Linked DNA regions of Danio rerio: region 1 is linked to region 2. A link is a contact called in public Micro-C data. All regions are on one chromosome and are shown on one strand. Each heading gives the region's core, a stretch centred on a gene start, on an enhancer-like site or on the middle of the called end of the contact. The rest is flanking DNA. Distances are from core to core; before and after follow the strand shown.

What was found. Hi-C and Micro-C count contacts between places; a contact is called where the count stands out from the background.
Region 1: a Micro-C map of caudal fin shows a contact between it and region 2, with 2.1 times the contacts expected there. The contact joins two enhancer-like sites. A contact is called at or near these places in 2 of 18 Hi-C or Micro-C datasets (caudal fin and an unstated tissue).

Annotation. Positions count from the first base shown.
Region 1 is chr2:29,098,575-29,101,425 of GRCz12tu, forward strand. It overlaps tnika (TRAF2 and NCK interacting kinase a), which reads left to right. Exons shown (of 31, transcript NM_199703.1): 8 at 2,222-2,276. Among named protein-coding and RNA genes, the nearest start is that of slc2a2, 55 kb to the right of the region's middle. Within about 2 kb of position 1,372, at least 1 of the 62 cell types and tissues checked has an H3K27ac peak or open chromatin away from gene starts, as enhancers often do. A contact at or near this core is called in caudal fin, where this site is marked.
Region 2 is chr2:28,974,265-28,977,538 of GRCz12tu, forward strand. All of the region lies in intron 1 of LOC141378206 (a long non-coding RNA gene), which reads left to right. Among named protein-coding and RNA genes, the nearest start is that of tnika, 19 kb to the right of the region's middle. Within about 2 kb of position 1,872, at least 2 of the 62 cell types and tissues checked have an H3K27ac peak or open chromatin away from gene starts, as enhancers often do. A contact at or near this core is called in caudal fin, where this site is marked.

The DNA of each region.
Region 1 (2,851 bases), core at 122-2,621, 120 kb after region 2:
GTTCAGAAAAATGCTACATGGTCTTTATTATTATTATTATTATTATTATTATTATTATCATCATTAATATTTTGAGATTTTGACATTATTTTGTGTGTTTTATGTTAATTTTTTCATTTTTTATTGTTTTTTCTGTTCATTAATAATATTTGGGAAGCATCTACCATGACAAAAATAAGAGTTACATTAACTTATAAAAAAATTAAATAAATAATGTATGTAGTTAAAATGGGGACTAAATTAGGTTGTAGCTTCACATTTATCCATATTAATCTATATATGTTTTGTCTATTTTATCATTAAAATTATTTATTTTGTTTTGTGTCTATGATTAAGGTATTATTTTTAATCTGAGGTTTTCAATTATCTTTGATTGGACTTTCAAAAATATTTGAATATTACATGAGCTTTATTATTATTATTATTATTATTATTATTATTATTATTATTATTAATAATAATTTTTTTAGATGTTAACATTATTGTCCATTATTGTTTGTAATTTCCCCCCTGTTTATTACTATTATTTACATTTGGGAAGCATCTATTATGACAAAAGTATGAGTTACATTTAATTTTTAGGAATTAAAAAAGATATGTATCAATTAAATATAGTAACAAAATTAGTTTATATCTTCACATTTATCTATATTTCATCTATATATGTTTTGTCTATTTAATCATTACAATAATGTATTTTGTATGTATAATCAAAGTATTATTATTGTTTTTTCTTTTTTTTACAGATTCACTTTTTTTTTTTTACAGATGTTGACATTATAGTTTTAATTGTTTTATATTTATTATTTCAGTTTTTAATTTCTTTTCACTTTATTAGTAATATTTAGGAAGCGACTACCATGAATAAGGGTTACATTGACTTAAAAATGAAAACAAAAAACTAAACAAAAAATCTGTGTAGTTAAAATGGAGACCAAATTAGGTAATATCTTCACATTTATCTGTATGTTTTGTGTATTTAATCATTACATTTGATTTATTTATATTATTTTGTGGCAGTTCATTCTGCTGTGGCAACCCTGGATTAATAAAGGGACTAAGCCGAAAAGAAAATAAATGAATGAATGAATGAATATATTATTTTTTATCTATAATAAAATATATATTTTTTTCTTTTTAATCTGTGGTTTTGCCGAGAATACGAACCTTTTGTGAGAATGTGGGCAGTGCATTGTAATAATAGAAAGTAATTGAAAGTATTTCCTCTAAGGGAAGAAAGACTTTTTTTTTCTGTTTTCATCTCTCATTCACCTTTTGAAATGCAAGACGCTACAAGCCGGTTTCAGTGCAATGCACAGTGTGTTTGTACTATAATAAGAGTTCCAGAGAAACTGTCAGGCAGCCAGAACTTCCATGGAAGACAAACTGAAGATTATCACACAGGTTTCTTGTTTGCTCACTTGGGGTTACATTTGTCTCTAGAGAGAAACATTAAACAAGGGAATGTGGGACAGGTGAGTCACTGTGTCTACTTTACATTATAAAACTGATATCTCAGTCTGTGATCAGACGAATTGGCTTTTGAATTTAGTTGAGCCTTTGTATAGTCAGATTACTTGGTTTCAAATGGTTTTTATGTTAGAAAAATATATTTTTTATAAGAAACAGTCAATAAACATTTGAACTAAAATGATATATTTAATATATTGAGCTGTAAAATCGCTCTTGAAAATGATTGCAGGTTTTTTTGTCTTATGCGTGTACATGTTTTTTCTATAATAACAGCTATAATTATCCAAATTGATGCTTAGTGTTTGACGTGCTGTGTATGATAAAAAAGGCCCTAAATTCTATACTACTTTCTGTGACCGGCTTTTAAGAGGAGTTTTCCTTAATGACATGGGTTTAATGGTAGTACTGTTATACAGAAATACACACAAAACTTTCATTGCTTATTGCTTCATTTGAGATGTGTGTGCGTGTGTGACTGTGTGTATGTTTAGGACATTATTGCAGTTCTAATTTGACAGGCATTAGTATAAAGGGCAGCTGTTTAACTGACATTGATGAGCCTGAAGCAGTTATATCATCACCCTTAATCAAATTAGCTGGATGCATCCTGCAGATTAGCATGTCAAGGTCATTTTAAGGACTATATTTTATATATGCGCGTTTATACAGTATATAAACAGATTTCATTGATCGTTTATACAGTTTTTTTTTGTGTCATGTCTTACATGAATTTTCTTCTCTTCTTTAGAGTGACCTGTGGTCTTTGGGAATCACGGCCCTTGAAATGGCTGAAGGAGCTCCACGTAAGTAATATAACTCGTATAATAATATAATAATATAAGTAAATATGTAATATAATAAAAGTAATAATATAAGTAAATTATCAAACCTGCAGCTTATAAAATCATAACATTCACTTTAGGGATTACTCGATCTCAAACCCATTAAGGCAAACCTTCACTCAAAAGTCTGAATTTAACTAAATAAAACTCTAGTGATGCCTACAATGATTCTAAATCTTTCACCTCATTTATTTCAAACCAGTTTGGAATTTATTTCTTTAATTGAACTTAAAGAGAGATGTGGAAAAAATGTTGAAAACAGGTAGTCGTTGACATCCATTGTATGGGCGGCAATGGCTACTGGTTGCCAACATTCTTCGGAATAAAGATCACACTTTACAGTAAGATTTTATAAGATAATTTATTTTCTAAAATAATAATAATAATAATGAACAACACTTGTTTGCCACTTATTAATAGTAGTTCAACATTTATTAATGTGTTATTAAAAACCAAAATCATGCACGTCAACAATAATGAAGTTAATGTACCGTAAGTTAATATGAACTAACAACAAACAACTTTATTTTCATAAA
Region 2 (3,274 bases), core at 622-3,121:
CCTTTTGCCCTGAGTGGTGATTGAAGTGTCTAGTAAGTGTTACCATCTTGTGGTTGCTTAGATAAAATTTATGAATGATATTTACTGGTTGCAAATGAGTTTTCTTGCTCATTCAAAATAAACAATGTGACACAAAGTATAAACGGAATCATTACATTAAATGATTAATTTTAAAGATGAGCAAGAAAATAAAATGTGACCTTTGTCATGTGGCTCACAAAAGTGTGTTTAGTTGTTAAAATGTTCAAATGAATAAATATTTTAAAACTAGCACACCATACCAATCTAAATACAAAACAATCTTTTTTTGGTCAAGTTTCTTTATTGCAACATCATTGTCACACCATCTCAGATATATATAAAAAATATATATAAGGGCATACATGTGTCAAATCCATATATAATATAGTGGCTTGACAATATTTTCATCCTGTAATTTAATGCCACTTTATAAATCTTCTGTGAAATATTTCAAAATCCACAGCTTGCCTTTTTCCAAACAACCCAAGATGGCAGCATCCTGTTGAGCAGACCCAATAAGTTTATGTGAAATAGTTTGTTGTCATCAAATCAAATCCCTATACCAATATTTGTGAATATCAGACAAAAACTGTAGAAACCACAGTGACAAATTGTAAATGTTAGGGGGCGCTGTAGATACTGTAGAGTTCCAAGCTCTTAGGTAAGGTTGTGTGAAGGCAAGTTGGAACTATAGAGACACCAGCCCTCGAGGACCGATATTGGTGAGCCCTGATATAAAGGAAACTTTAGACCTTTATCCACTTTAAATAACCTGGAATAGATGTTAAATGTTTTTGTGAAACTGTCATTGTCAACAAAGGACTTTATTTTTTAAAGTAAGTTTTTATTGTATTGTACATTTTAACTAGGGGCACTAGAGTCTAGAGACATACCGTACTTCTTGAAATGTTTTACTGAAAAAACATACAGTTTTTTTAAACTTCTGGAATGATTGTTTATTGTAATTAATTCCTTTCTTAGTTTCTTTTTATAACAACAACTAAAATCTTAGATTTTTATTGTCTTTGATTCACCTAGTTCAGTGGTTCTCAAACTGTAGTACTTGTACCACTAGTGGTACACAGGCTTCCTTCTAAAGGTATGCAGATGAATTAAATATGTAATATGTAAATATGCTACATATATTTAAATAAATGATCAAAAAAGATTTATATACGAATATGATGACATAAAGCCTATATTTATGAGGTCCGGGCAACATTTCCAGGTGCTAATAAACCAGGAGTTATTTCTTTTTTTTTCTTCTTTTTTTTTTTTTTTTTACTTTTTAAGAACAGTAACCTACCATTTTCAACTTTTAAAAGCACATTTTAATTTAAATGTTCTTAATAATAGGAACTAATATGCCTCCCTTTTGAACTGTACAGAGCTTAAGCTGCTTTACTAGACCTAATACACTACTGTGTTTCAAAACTGCTCATTATGGTGGTACTTGCAAAGACAACTTTTTTCCGAGGTGGTACTTGATGAAAAACGTTTGAGAACCACTGATCCAGATTATATGAGGACAAAGAAGTAAAATTGGTTAGGAGGCATACATCTCGGAGTCCCTGGTGCTCACACTTTCAAGGGCCTCAAGATGGCTTCATACTATACACTAGTTTTATGTGAATCTTAATGAATAATTTTTTTAGTTTTACCAAGATGAAATGTAAAATTAAGGTGCAGAGCGGAGGTTTTTAAATTTCTGTATCCTTATTTAAGAAATCCTCATTCAGTAAACAACAAAAAAATGGGAAATTTTAAAACAATGGCTTTGGAGTCAAAATGCAGTGAAGGACACCTCTAGATGGAGCTTTTGAATTTTTTTTTCAAGTAGATTTTCCTGTTCTCCGTCTTCGTTTTATGTTAGAAGCCGTGCCTCTTAACCTCAGGGCATACCTCCAGCCGTGCCTTGTTGAACTTTTTTTGCTTTTTGAATTATTCATATTTCTCTAAATTAATAATTTTCAAATATAATGTGGCTCTCAAAGGCTTGTCAGAGGTAGACTGCTGTAGCTTAAGTCTTGTGAGCTGGTCTTTTTTTTGTGAATTACTGTATCAAAAGCATCTTATTTAAAAAACACACACACTATTAAAGGTCTAAAACAAAACACATTTTTTAAATTAAATTTTTTTTTTCAGATTTTAATTAATTCTTACCTCTAAGCTAAATGATTAATCACCCATGGTTTTATGAAATTTAAAGTTCATACACTTAGAGAAAAAGTGGCTCTAAACAGCACCAAATTAGTGTTCTTCAGCTTATAACAATAGCAGAACCATTTACAGTATATTCTTATAAATGCTTTGAAAGTGCTGTATAGAACCTTAAAATATTTTATATAATATTTCACAAATGTTGGCATGATTATTAGTAAAAAGATTTATTTGATTAATTATATTTAGTCATATTAATTCATATATTGTTTAATAATATTTTATTAGTAGTATTAATTTATCTACAGTATAATAATATTTTTTATTTATAATTATTTATAATATATTAATATATTATTAGTTAAGTCTTACATCTCGCAGGCTGTGATAAGAATTTAAGAAATAAAATTGTTTTAAAAAACATTATACTTACAAAATCTTTAATTAAATCTAGAGCTAGATGCATAATTAACAAACCAAAACCTTACTTTGTTTGTCTTTTATGTTTTCATAAAATGTGTTGCAATTCACTATAATATTGAAACTTTGTAAAGTATCTCAGTTCACATAGTAAGAGCCTTGATATGTTCTCAAACTGCATTTATGCTCCCAAAAAAGTATGACTACTGTGTAACACTAAGGTAAATTCCCATCTTCACTAAGAGGAAGCAGTTAAACAGGAAGTGTTTATAATTTTGACGATAACTTAAGAATGCGCATGGATAAAATATTCATCTGCTTGGGCTCCACACAAGACTCATGCATGTGTCGTTCAGACTAATATGTGCTGCCTGGCGCTCAGTCAAGGGTGTTGGAGAGAAAATGAATCGAGAACCTGTAATTATACTGGTTTTACAGATCTGACTGTTATGAAGTCAACAAATAGAGTATTGAGTCATATAATGTTGTATTATTTCATACAGCTTAAAATACTGTTGTTTGTATATTATGAAACCATCAGGTATTTGTTCTAACAGACATTATTGTTGTTGTTTGTTTTTATTTGTAAAGGTCGGTATTTAATCTTAAATATCTCTATTTAAATATTGAATCTTCATTTGGCAACTACATGGAAATGACAAACTTGTCATTG